Linked DNA regions of Bombyx mori: regions 1 and 2 are each linked to region 3. Evidence: chromatin contacts called from public Hi-C data. All regions are on one chromosome and are shown on one strand. The core of a region is the stretch at or near the end of the contact, and the rest is flanking DNA. Distances in the headings are between cores, read along the strand shown.

Region 1 (4,784 bases), core at 831-3,330, 69 kb after region 3:
CTGCCTAACTCGCTGGTAACTTAATCAAATTCAAGAATCAAACGTCATATCGCACATAAGTTACTTATAGTCGATGTCAAAACAAAATCTGCTAAAAAAAAAAAAAAAATTTACACTTTTTGAGATTGTTACTTTTTGGCCTTTTCGTATAGTTCACAGCCCTATCTATAGTATAAAAAAAAACTGTTATGTGTCTATAGCTTTCATATTTATCTATAGCTTTCATTTGATATAGTTCTTAAAAAATCACTTTCATATAAAATTTTATACGAAAATGTTTTTACTCGTTAATTCAAAATAGAGTTTTTGCACATAGCAGATTTTGATTTGACAGCGACGTTATGCAAATTATGTAATTTTTCAGGAGAAACGTTGGAAAATTTAATATCTTATTATATAATTCTTATTTAATTCTACTAGGCTATAGAAATAAAATCGTAATATTTAAACTACAACTTTAAACTTCATCAGTAAAAGAAAACATCTCTCTCGTCTTACTAATAACTATTAAAAAATATATTTTCTCATACTCAATTCAATGTTAACAAAAATTGCATAAGTTACTTATTATAGCATCGCATGTGCGATATATTAACTTTGATATCTCTTTCATGTCGACAATGCCAGATTCGTGCGCAAAAACGTAATACTTTTTTATTTTTATTGCTTTGATGGGTGGACGAGCTCACAGCCCGCCTGGTGCTAAGTGGTTACTGGAGCCCATAGACATCTACAACGTAAATACGCCACCCACCTAGAGGATATAAGTTCTAAGGTCTCAGCATAGTTACAACGGCTGCCCCACCCTTCAAACCGAAACGCATTACTGCTTCACGGCAGAAATAGGCAGGGCGGTGGTACCTACCCGCGCGGACTCACAACAGGCCCTACCTACGTAATAGTCTTTAATTAAAATTAAAACCATAGATTTCCTCGGAACAATATCACCAGTTTCATTATTAAGATGAGACATTCTCGTTTTAACAGTGGTTATATTCACGGTACGATGCCTCCAAAGCGTATAGATGCTATTTAACGAATGTGTTTGGTCGAATAATTACAATGTACAAATGTGTAGGTACTTTGAACAAAAACATGCAGACTTTGTCTAGACAAACAATAAAGATAAACGTAACGCAGACATTCTGAAAAGATATTTTCATTATTTGAACAACTGTATATTAGAATCAACTGAAACATGGATAGTCAAATAAATCAAAATTAATCGTTCTGTATTCGGGTCCCCAATTTACATCAATATTACTGGTGGTAGGACCTCTTGTGAGTCCGCACGGGTAGGCACCACTGCCCCGCCTATTTCTGTCGTAAAGCAGTAGTGCGTTTCGGTTTGAAGGGTGCGGTAGCCGTTGTAACTATACTGAGACCTTAGACCTTAGAAGGTGGGTGGCGCATTTACTTTGTAGATTTCTATGGGCTTTAGTAACCACTTTACACCTGGTGGGCTGTGAGATCGTCCACCTATAAAAGCAATAAAAAAAATGACTCCTGGCTGAGCCTTTGCTCGCCCACCTGTCCTGGTAAAACTGGAAAGACCTCCGAGCCAGTAATCACTCAAACATACAAAAAACGATAACGGTCTAAAATTCACGATCATCGATATTACCGGATAAGTTCTTAATCTAGATTCGGATGTACAGTTTTTATGCATAACAACAATAATATTGCATGATCTTGGGAAAAGGTGTTCTGTAATGTAGTAAAATTAAAATTCCTAATAATCGTTTGGCCATAGCCAAACGATTATTAGGTCGATTAATTTCGTCCCATGTCTTCGGATAGTTTGATCACCCTTCAGTATATTTCATCAGAGCTGTCATATCGAATACTTAGAATTTTTTGGCACTGGCACGAGTTACTGCGTGTGAGTCACATAAGTGTGGTCGCCACGTGCCACCATGGTGATTTGGCAGCTTACCCAGGATTCACGGAATCGTCACCCCCCATGATAACATCGGGAGAATTATGAGTAGCCGAAGGAAAATTGTCACGTTTACGTCATTTCGTGCTGGTTTTGTTGTATTTTGATGGAGATCGTAAATTTATGTTCATATATGTCAAGGATGCTCGTTGCGGTTATCCTCGTCGAACACGCCGCCTGCGACGAAGGGCTCGGCGAGTAAATTAACTCACAGACACAGCCCACTGAGTTTCTCGCCGGATCTTCTCAGTGGGCTGCTTTTCCGATCCGGTAGTAGACTTTGCGAAGCACTGTTCTTGCTAGGGCTAGTGTTATCAACGTCCTCAGGATAGAGCACCGTGAGCTCACCTACTCGTCCGGTTACGCTGGCATAAGCATAAGCCTTTTAGGTTACCAGCTTAGGTAGAAAAAAAAGTTGCAAATAATCTTGATTAACTTACCATTTCTAAGAGGCTTTTCAGTTAATAATTTCGGTAAGATATTTTCTAATGAAACATCTAATTTGCTATAGCAATTTTTTTTTGTCTAGTTGCAAGTGGCATGATCACATCAATCAGGTTTGCTGCGATGGAGAACGCCACAAATGGTGGTTGATCTTGGAGCGCAGTGACTTGGGCCGCGACCCTAATCAGCAATTCAGAAAGTTATATCCCAATTGGTACACACGTGTTGTGCCAAAATCTCTGTATTCGCTTATTGCTGGCAGTCAACAGAATATATTTTAAATTCAGTTTCATTTTATACAGAAATTTATAAAATTACTCATGAAGTGACATAAAAATTTGTGAAATTCTTTTCTTCCGAAGCTAATAGTCACGATCGAAGCGCGCGGGAAATGCTCGGAACTACGCGTTAAATGTCCGAGCCAAATCGCGTTCATACCGCCGTTTTCGTTCTCCAACGACCACTCACACATGGCAATGCAATTCGTGATGGCTTCAAAACCCAATGTTGTTTCGTAACGGTATTCCGTCGAGTATATAAAGGTTCGCGTGTAACATGAGAATGGGTTTGGCAATTTGTTGTCTAAAATTGTAACTGCCACCGAATTTGATGCGTTGTAATAAATGAATATTGATTAAAATGTTTACGCTTTTAATTGTTATGTCTAACTTTATGATGCCTTCGATATTTTGGACGGTTTGGCGGCTATGTCAGTGATCCGTGAACACAGGTACGAGCGATCATTGTTTTTAGGGTTAATACCTTTCAAGTGAGGCTACGACTAATGCCCTCTGCCTTCTAAGCGAATAAACAAATTTATAGCCCTTACTGATTGATCGTTCCAGATATTTATTTAGATAATAAAATAAGAAAAAAAGAAAACTTCCTAACATAAACATAAAAACCGATTTTTTTAAACCTTTTATTCATTTTCTAGGATTAGGTTCTGTTAAAAAAAAAAACTATTATCGAAGGATTATTTAAATTTTTCTAAAAGTCATAACCAGTCATCGACTTGTTCTTAATAGGAATTAAGTCTAGAAATATCACATTGGCGCACAGCGTGTCTTTCTGAAGATGTCCCTTTTTTTAACAAAAAAAATCACTGCGGCGCGGCGTCGCAAATTGTATCTAACAAAATATAATATCATTTAGTTAATGTTTTTTTTCTATTACATAAGGGCTATGAGCAAATATTTACATAACAACTCTTCAGATAGGTCCTTAATGTCCTAATCAACATAAAACTTTATTGATTAAAAATTATCATCATAAGTCAACAATTTTATTATTGTACTGAACAAACAGACTTTTATCGGTCTTTATCGCGTTTTTATTTCATTAATTGGATTTCAGACTTTTCGATAATATGGTGGGCGATCGAACATTATGGCATAACAAAAGGGAAAGCCTGTGCCCAGCAATGGATACCAAAAGGCGGAAGATGATCACGATTACCCAACAACTACTTTTTGATATCTAAAAATATATATATGCCGGAGAAGCCACAATTATTAACACCATCGTCAGACATTGTAGGGGCGGATAGGGTGATCGAGCTAAGTGAAATATTGAGTACACCAAGCACGTTTGCTGTCTTAGAACAATTTAGAAATCTCCTCTTGACCTTAGCAAACGAAAACGAATGACAGTTCTTAGGACGGAGGCACCGCTCTTCAAGAAGGCTGGTTGGTAAATGTGATGGCGTCTACGCGCCTCCATCGGCTAGGCTCTGTCGTAGCACGAAATTAGCCGAGTTCTGACGATGCCGCAATCCTGTTGCCATCTCTCGAGAATCGTGCTGCGTTTCGTTTAACTACCAAACTAATGACCGTCTCCGACATATATAATATTTTTTTTGTTTTTTTAATTATTGAAAATCATTGTCTTGAAATCTTTTTTTATTTTTTATTTTATTGCCTTTGTAGGCAGACGAGCATACGGCCCACCTGATGGTGAGTGGTTACCGTCGCCCATGGACTTCAGCAATGCCAAGGGCAGAGCCAAGCCGCTGCCTACCGCAAAAATCTACATGGTCATGGTTCAAAGTGAGCATGAAATCCTTGCTCCGTGCAGCTGTATCCAGTATAAGAATAGCCATAAGAAGGCCAGACCGAACTCCCGTACATAGCACGGAAAGATATCGTTCTAGGCATTTGTCTCATATCTACTTGAGTTGAAACTCTGCTATAATAAATGTAACTGTTTTTAAAATAATGGTATAAAGTTGTTATTGATGATTTAAGGAAACTTTTACGATCATTAATGTATACTTTCAGAAAAGTAAGAATTATTTACCTGTGCATGTCTATTTTTGCGGCATACATTGTATGATTAGGATTACTATTCAGCAAAGATATGATAGGGTTTGATAAGATTATTTTTCATTGGAATCTAAGTG
Region 2 (4,533 bases), core at 1,599-4,098, 99 kb after region 3:
CTCAGTAGGTCGATTGTAGGCACTCCAAGCACCGGTCACCGTTCTCGCCGAATTCGAATCTCGACGAAGAGTTCGACGTATAAATTAACCCATAGACACAACTCACGAGTTTCTCTTCGGATCTTCTCGGTGGGTCGCGATTCCGATCCGGTGGTAGATCCAGCCAAGCGCTGTTATTTCTAGGGCTAATCTTGCAGGCAAAAGATCTCGTGGCCGCAATCCAATGCGCTGGTTCGGCCAAATCCGCATCACTATGGATACAACAGTCTACGATGCAATAGACACCGCCGAGAATATGGCAAAACATCATCCAGAGAAGGATAATGGGAGGAGATGGTCACGACCCTCAGACATGAGGAATGCGACTCAAAGGAGGAGGAGTCTTAATAATTTATCCCAGGTTAAACCCCGTGAGCTCACCTGCCAAACCGTGCGTAACTGGAATAGCCCTTGAGAAAAAAAAGCAACTACATTTCTGGCGCACAAGATCTTATAAATAAACAACAATTTAAGTATCCTCCCTTACCCAATGATTATCTTACTCGATAAATAAACATTCAATATAGGTACATAATTAACTCGAATTACGTGAATATTTGCCGTCAACAAAATCATTCTGGGAAATCATTACGCATTCTCTTTATCCATTAAATAGGCAACATTTTCAAAGGATATTGGCGATATCGGAGTCGTCCAACGTAATTATCTGATTTATTCGGAGTAATACAGAAATACGACCCGCGTAGGAGGCGACACGTGTCATGAAACAGGAGACAGTAGTCCGTATGATACTTGCTGTATGGATTTCTATGTCGACAACAACAGATTGTGAATAAACAGGAAGAAACCACCACGGCTTTTGATACACCATTAAGATTATATGATGTATTTTTGTACATGGATGTGTATGTTATAGTTAAACCTACCTATAGATATCCTGCATTACTTTCTAGAATTCAAACTATTTCCATTCGCAACTTCACAAAAACCAGTTCACTGGTTTAGGCGTGAACACAGATAGACATAGTCAAAAAACTTTGAACGGACGACAACTGTTTTGCGAATTCCGAAGTTAATAACATAAGTATTGCTCCTAATTAATCTCTGTCTACTTGTGAAAACTAAATAAAAACCCGTTCGTTTTGGAGATGCGAATACTACGCGAACAAACTAAAACAATTCTAAAAATAGTAGGCTTACGTTCTATTATCCTTTAGTTACTTAAGTGACTTTAGTGTCTTTATATTTTTATTTATTTTCTTTTTCTTAAATCACAGAAAAATGTGGATCATCGTCGATTACGACGAAGAATTCGACATTGCGAACTAGCCCATAGACACAGCCCATTGAGTTTCTCACCGGATCTTTTCAATGGGTCGTGTTTCCGACCCGGTGGTAGATTCAGAGAAGCGCTGCTCTTGCTAGGGCCAGTGTTGGCAATTCTCTCAGGTTGAGCCCGTAAGCTCAAGTGGTTCGCGCGAAATTGGAATAACCCTTTAGGCTACCAAAAATTAGGTAGGCAAAAAAAAAACAGGGATTCTACTGTTTTAATATATCGTGATGAATGTGTGGACGATATTTTGTATAGAACAAATTAACACAGCATATTAATAATTAATACTAATATATAAAACATGTAATCCCTCCGGTATAATATGTTTTAGTTACCGTAAATACCTAACATTATGGACAAAGGGCAGCAACAGCTTAACATTGCTTAACATCCCGAGAGACGTATTTTGTATGTACTTCTATCTATCGTGTAGGCATTACCTTAAATAATGACCATAAATATTAATATAAACACGTAATAATATAATACATTTGTGGGCTAAAACAGCTGTGGGCGTGATGTACCTACCCTCTTCTAGTTTAATTTACTATCTATCTATGCGTCTCTCGATCGATTAGTCTTCGTAAGGTACGCCATTATTGAACACATTCAGAATTACTCCCCGCGGGGATAGCGAAGCTCTCTGTTGTACATGTATTGGCATATTTACTCACATATTATTGTATACTATACACAAAGAAAATAACGTCACAGCGTGGTAACTCGATCAAGTATTAAATTCGGTCACGAATGTGTGACCGCGAATTACATTCGTGTTGTTTCATTAAGTAATAAGCAAATTTTTATTACGGATCAAAAGAAAGGAAAGCATGAATGTAAGGCTTTCTTAAGGCGAGCAGATTTAGAACGTAGTGCCGACAGAGAATTCGGGTCTTAAACTGTTATGGGTCGCAGGGGCGCGGGGCTGGCGTCTGGGGGTCGTCTGCGGCCCGGCCGCGACCTACATCCACCCTCACCCCGCCCAACCTTCAGCCCCCTAGTGGTGATGACGCGCGCCGTCTGCCTCCCGCGCCTCCCTCACACCTGCATTACGTAAGGCGAATGTGTTTTGCTGATATCGTAGGCACTATTATTGCCACGGCATCGGCTTTATTAACATCGAACAATAGAAAGCTTACTTGCGCCGCACTCTAATACTTACTAGTCTTTCGTAGCCCTCCTAAATAATTAGATTCTTTTTCAGCTCACTTGGGTACTTTTAAGTCATTCATTGTCACAAAGATGATCTCTTTGTCATATTTTGAAACGACAATAAGGATTATGAAACATTTCAATGCAACGTAAACATATTCAAATCATTGTTTGCCGGCGATAAGCTATTGACGTCAAAAAAGGTCGCCCTCGCGAAATGCGATCCACTCTATTCAGATCAGTCACGTGTTAACTGTATATTTTCTTGATTTCAGATAGTGGAGACCGTCGTGTGCAAGACGGAACCACCGGAATCGCCGCCAAAGAAGTCCCGCGGTGAAGACTACGGCTACACGGTGTTCTTGGACCCGTACGCGCTGCAGTACCGCGCTCTGTCCGCGTTCAGACCTTGGGGCAAGGGGGAGCCAGTGCTACAGAACCCCGAGCGGGTCGTGCGGGTCGCGGACTGCTCTCGTTTCGAGCGCGATTATCAGCCGAACGTGGCCCTGAAGCCTCTGACCCCGCCTGTGGACGACGTGACGTCATCGACCTCGCCGCCGCCACAGAGCGAGTCTGAACTGGCAGCCCGGCTGCTAGACGCGGAGGCCCGCCTGGCGGAGAGGGCGCGGCGCCTGGACGCGCGGGAAGCCGAGCTGGTGCGGCGGGAGGCGAGGCTGCACGAGCGCGAGGTGGAATTAGCGCGAAGGGAGCGCGAGTCCGCGGAGCCGCCGTGTTGACGGGCGCGCGTCATCACCAGGCTGCGCTACTCGGGGTCGCGCAATGGACGCTCAGTGAGTGAGGTGGTGGCCCCGGCGCCCGATGATGGCGCTTCGTGCGGCATCCGAACGCCGTGATCGTGAAGTTCTCTACTGTTTTTTTTTTTTTTATGGCAGTACGCTGTGCGTATTGCCACAGCTCTACTGAAATTGTCGTCGACGTTCGGAGCAGTGTCGTGCTCGTGCCGGCGCGGTGGCGTCGGTCGTGTCCGGTCTTACCATACAATTGTGCAGATGTACATAATCATGTCGAATACGGTTTCGTTTTAAAATTGCAGTTTATTTCGTAGTCTTTTCGCCGTGTGCCATTAGAGGTACCTTTCGTGTGACCTCAAATCTGTGCTTTTCGATGACCGATAACAATACTCACAATAATGTAATAGTGAAATGATAGTAAAGTTACAACCGTAAGCATAAGGGCCTGGCCACAGCTACTGGCGGTGCGTTTTGCGGTGCGTTGCGAGGCGCGGCGGGCGGTGTGACTTGCGGGGGTATGCCACAGCTAGACTAGTTGCGGCGGCGGCGGCGTCAGAGGTGCACGTATTTAGAAAGTCCTATCAAATTTCCCTTTCAAAAGTGGCACGATATTACCTTGAAATAAGTGCGTTCTTAGCTGAAGATATTATTCAATCAAGAATAGGAGCGCACCCAGTTAGAAAAAGAGAGAACTTGGCGAATTTCACCCTATTTATTATTATATTAGGAATATTAGGAATATAAGAACTATCCCGATAAATAGATTATTAATAGATTCAACCTTCACAGAGATTACCAGGTTCAAATCTCAATTTACCATACGTGTTAATTGCTGATAAAGCCTATCCTCTTAAAAATTATTTGATGCGCCCATATCCACCGGGTGGTTTAAATGCGGAACAAATAATTTTCGACAAGACATTATCCCGGGCAAGTGTCACAATTCAGTACGCGTTTGGTATTCTAACTAATAAATTTCGTATTTTTACGAAAAGTGTAAAGGCAAACAAAAAGCACGCGACATTGAGTATAAAGGTTTCGTGCCTTAAAAGAAAGTGATGGAGACAGACATGCAGATTTTCAGCAGTTTGTTTCCCAGTTTGGAGACTCCAATATTCACAATAGCGTACGCAGATCAAGACGGAATAATCGAGCAACGGTTCAAGCATCTAGAATACGAAATCAATTCAAATTTCAAATTTTATTTCAATAATCCTATCCAAGAGTATCTAGGAAACCATTAGTACTAGAAAATTGTTGTTTTATTTCGTCCCACATTTTTTTTATAACATGCCT
Region 3 (4,730 bases), core at 1,574-4,073:
TACACAAATAACTGTCGCAGTTTGTGTTCCGGAACAACCTCTTATGCTCTTCCTTTCAACCAGGTCACAGCACCGATTCCGCTCTCCTCAAAATGATTGGCCATATTAGGGCGGGGATGCGGGAAGCTAAAGTGTTAGTATTCATTGATTTTTCAAACGCCTTCAATACCGTCAATCACGATATCTTTTTATTTATTTAACTTTGATCTCTCCTATAGCTGGTATTGTTTTATATACATATATGTATATATATAATATATTTTCAGAGACACCGGCACTCTACTTATATCGATGATACTTCTCCAAGTTTGATAGTGTAGATGATAATAGTGTAGCGTCGGCTCTGGTGAGTATTTTGTCTCAACTTTTTGAAATTATTTAATCTCTTATCTTAATCTTCCGTGTGCGTATCATGTGTGTGCAGATGACTTGCACCTTTATACACAGGCGAGTGTGGAATTTATTTCTCAGGCAATAAACCAGTTAAATAGGGACTTGGACTATATCGCAGTTGGTCGACTAAGTATGGTTTAACCCTGAATCCCAACGAAATGCCAAGCCTTTAATTTTGGATTGAACAGTCATTAATTTATGAAGTATAATATGAGACCTATAAAATCAAAGGCAGCTAAATCCAAGTCTGTCAAATATTCAGGTAAACTACAAAAATCGGCCCTAAGCACGTCATTACGGATCCTCCCGATCCATCGAAGTACTGCTCTTGCTAGGGCCAATGTTAGCAACACTCCCGGTTTGAGAAGCTGAAATAACTGTTCGGATAGCTACAATATTCTTTATTTTAAAGCAGATTTATAAAGAATGAGAATATTACTAATAATCTGAATTTTAAATGATAAAACTTCGTTTATTAGTACTTAGTACAGAGTAAAAATAATTTTTTTGAACTGAATTTGTTAGAGATTTAGCTGCATTTGTTATAACATGAAAACACTAAAGCGTGTCCAACTAACTAAACAAGATAGCGCCATTGTTAATCCATTTTACGACATTAAGGCATTTAGCTGCCCTTGATTTTAAAGGCCTCATATGTTGATACTACTTGGATTAATGTTTAAAACTATTTACACTTATGTACGAGTATAAAAGTATGTATGTATTTTTGTGTATATCTTTGTGCGTTTAATTTTTACTTTAATGCACCTACGGGTATTTACTCTGCACTACCTTTAGGTACCTGGTAAAGAATGCTTTAAATTGCCTAAAGTTTAGGCAACCAGCCTTTTTTTTCCTTCCCTAAGCTAAAGATAGCCTTGAGAGGCTATGTCAGCATAAGCTAACAAGTAGGTGAGCTCACGGGGCTCAAACCTGACGACATTGCTAACACTAACCCTAGCAAGAGCAGTGTTTCGCAGAATCAACCACCTGATCGGAAACGCGACCCACTGAGGAGATCGGTCAAGAAAGTCAGTTGGCTGTGTCTGTGGGTTAATTTACTCGTCGAACCCTTCGTTGCTAGCGACAGGTTCGTCTTGTTTCATACTTTTTTACCTTTAAAGTCGGCACGCATTACTGCTACCCCGCAGAAATAGGAGAGCTCTGCGCGGGTATGATACCTACCACCCGTACGGTCACACAAAACTAAGCAATAAGTGCGTAAGCATTTTCAAATTGCCTAGCTCATCTAACGTGGCAAAACAAAAACGAGAGTGCAACTACAAACAAACATTGCGTCCATGGTTGGCGACGGCTGGCGACTAGTTGTTTTGAACACGAAACTATGTGTGATGTCAGACTAAAATACACTTTACGACTCTGGGCTTAGAACGTTAAATTCTAGCGTACTGGTAATAGAAATAGCAAAACTCGATTGAATTTTAAAGCATTATCGAGCTTACGCCATTGCAATAAAGGTGAATTTATTTTTGTTGGTTGAATTTAGCGATAAATTTTCACAGCGCGGCAAGCGAACGGTCTCTGTAGACGCAGCTGCCCCCTCCCCGCATGGCGCCGCGTCCCTTCCCCGCGCGCCTTGTAAGCCCCGCGCGTGTCTCGACGACACAGAATTGAATATGTTTATTTAGACGCAATAATGCCTATTGTTTATTGTTTCTTGGAGACAGTCGACAAAACTTTTTTTTTTTTTGCAGACGAGCATACGGCCCACCTGATGGTGAGTGATTACCGTCGCTCATGGACTTCAGCAATGCCAGGAGCAGAGCCAAGCCGCTGCCTACCGCTTAATACTAATACTAAATAGTAAAAACGAGATGCCGATATCATCTTGAACAATTCCTCAGAGCACTCCCCATGGAACTTACGGTACAAAATACAGAGGAACCGAAGTCCCTCCGCAGACCCAGAGGTTCCAAACGATCAAATTACGATACTCAAATTATTTAGACCTAAAATTTCCAGAGAGTTACCGTTATTTGACACACACAGAGAACAATCACAGTGATGGAAGCGTTCTCTAGGACTCGCGCTAATTTTGGCCTAGTTGAATATCCCGTTAATACAGGTCAGTGCAGGCTTCAAGTACCCCATAGATTGATAGGATTCACTTCGGGATGTCTGCTATGCTAATGCACAAAAATGATCTATCTCCCCTTCAACAAAAGAATTTATAATTTTATACTAGATAGTGTGTATACTAAATTGAATGCACATATAAATCCATAGCAAAGCATGTAAGAAACGAATAGAACAGCTTGGAATGTGAGTGGTATAGTGTTTCTAAAGGTCTCAGAATTTAATTAGACAGAGAATTTCAGTTTGTCCTTTGATCCACGTACTATCGAACTTAATTATTATACTCATCACTAAATATTGTAATTAGTAGGTGTTAATAGATACATCATTGAACTACTACTCAATCATACGATCTTGCAGCTTTACTTTTGTAATACATTTTGACAAAGGTTAAAAAATTAACGCACATTGTCCTGTCTACATATACAAATCTTTGAATCGGGCGGTCCACGGCTTGCGCCGCCATTCTGGATATTTTGACGGGAAGGTCGATCACGTGACTCGTCGCGGCGAGGGGCGGCGTGCTTTGCGGAGTGCGGGGCGCTGGCTAGACTCTCCAGTAGTCGAGCCATCCGTCTGCTGCTTCGACTGCAGCCGGTCGCGGGGATCCACGCCCCGCCCGCGCGCGCCTTAACTCATAGCGATTACATTCTTTTTCACTCAAAAGTTGAAAAGTGAGAGAGAGATCCAAAAGTTGACTAGAGGGCAGCTCTCGAGATCAGCAGAAGAGTGCGACGGTTTTGCTACGTAACGAGGTCGTATGCGTATTTTTCGCAGAGGCGGCGCGCGGCGACGGGGCGGCGAGGAGGCGCGCGGGCCGCTCGCGCCCGGCCCGGCCGTCGCGACGGCACGCTCGGCAGACATGGTTCGATCGCGAGTGGAGTGCGTCGCGCGTGCCGGCGCGTAGCCTCATGCGTCTGCCGAGCCCCAGCAACGGTGGCGCGGAACTATCATGGACGTGGTGACGCCGCACATCACCTCCGTACTGAAGACATACCAGGCCAGCGCGCCGCGCAGCCTGCAGGGTCCGGGCGGCCGAGCCCCGCGCGGCCCCGATCCGCCGCCGCCTCCGCCACCGCCCGCCGCGCCGCCCATCCTTCTGGCCGCTGACGCCGAACTGGGTGAGCGCGGCGAGACTCGCCTCGAAGGAGAACCCATCTCCTGCTTCAGCGTCGGCGGCGAACGGCGGCTGTGCTTGCCGCAGATCCTAACTTCTGTGCTTACGGATTTCACATTAGAGCAAATAAATCGCGTGTGTGACGAATTACAAATATACTGTTCGCGCTGCACCCCGGAGCAGCTGCACGAACTGAAGTCGACAGGAGTGTTACCGAGGTCGGCGCCCTCGTGCGGACTCATCACGCAGACGGACGCAGAGCGGCTGTGCGCGGCGCTGCTGCATGCCCCGGCTGCCTCGCGTCCCCACAAGCTACCCGGCTTCCGTGTATATCACGAGTGTTTTGGAGGAGCACGGGGTGTGTGTTCACCCGAGGCGGGTCTGGTGCAGTGCTCAGAGTGCCGAGCGCTGTATGTGCCGCGCCGGTTCGTGTGCCATTCCCACGAGACGGAGAACCGCACCTGCCATTGGGGCTTTGACTCGTCCCACTGGCGTCGGTTTTTACTGGTCGCGGACGAGGAACAGGATCAGGAGAAGTGCATCGCGCTCCTGGACGATCTCGCCGCCAGAGACGAGGCTGCCGCGCTCGCTCCGCTGCCTTTGAAGCATCATCATCAGCTGCCCTTGAAAAGAAAACAGGTTAGTAATTTCACATCCTTTTTAAATCAATTTATTTATAAATAATTAATCAGCAGAAAAGTGAAATATCAATAATTTACGATCATTCAAGTTATGAATGACCCACAGTATCATTATAATTATCGTTCAAACTGTGTAGTCTAAAATGCCTAAATGATAGTAGTACACTTCAAAGAACATTGGTACAAACCAATTAGAAACATTAATGTAGTTTTCGTTGATCTTATTAGATTCCATTAAGAAATATTTCAACTGTCTTTCATATTGAATGTAGAGAATCAAGTAGAGTCATGACCGTTTGGCCATGTGATGATGAGTTAGTACCTTCCAGAACATTCGGAGACTAAATAAAGGTAGAGTAAACTAAAAAAGTGTAGCATTGAAGGTTACGGAGAGTACTTAGTGGTAGGCATTGCTGTTGTCCAAGAGCGACAGTAACCACTCACCTACAGCTCGTCCGCCTACAAGGGCAATAAAAAAAAAA

The links. Hi-C and Micro-C count contacts between places; a contact is called where the count stands out from the background.
Region 1: a contact with region 3 is called in a Hi-C map of midgut, with 2.6 times the contacts expected there. The contact joins the enhancer-like site here to the promoter of LOC101744016 in region 3. A contact is called at or near these places in 2 of 7 Hi-C or Micro-C datasets (midgut and an unstated tissue).
Region 2: a contact with region 3 is called in a Hi-C map of midgut, with 2.5 times the contacts expected there. The contact joins the enhancer-like site here to the promoter of LOC101744016 in region 3. A contact is called at or near these places in 5 of 7 Hi-C or Micro-C datasets (midgut, posterior silk gland and whole pupa).

Annotation. Positions count from the first base shown.
Region 1 is chr3:12,757,986-12,762,769 of ASM3026992v2, forward strand. The region is part of intron 1 of LOC101744016 (ski oncogene); the gene reads left to right. It overlaps LOC134201827 (a long non-coding RNA gene), which reads right to left. Exons shown (of 3, transcript XR_009977082.1): 2 at 4,682-4,777; 3 at 3,349-3,514. Among protein-coding and RNA genes, the nearest start is that of LOC134201827, 3.5 kb to the right of the region's middle. Within about 2 kb of position 2,081, at least 1 of the 8 cell types and tissues checked has open chromatin away from gene starts, as enhancers often do.
Region 2 is chr3:12,786,848-12,791,380 of ASM3026992v2, forward strand. LOC101744016 (ski oncogene) reads left to right here. Exons shown (of 2, transcript XM_038020017.2): 2 at 2,761-4,533. The coding sequence ends at 3,222. Among protein-coding and RNA genes, the nearest start is that of LOC101740536, 8.3 kb to the left of the region's middle. Within about 2 kb of position 2,849, at least 6 of the 8 cell types and tissues checked have open chromatin away from gene starts, as enhancers often do.
Region 3 is chr3:12,688,119-12,692,848 of ASM3026992v2, forward strand. It overlaps LOC101744016 (ski oncogene), which reads left to right and starts at 2,824. Exons shown (of 2, transcript XM_038020017.2): 1 at 2,824-4,246. The coding sequence starts at 3,443.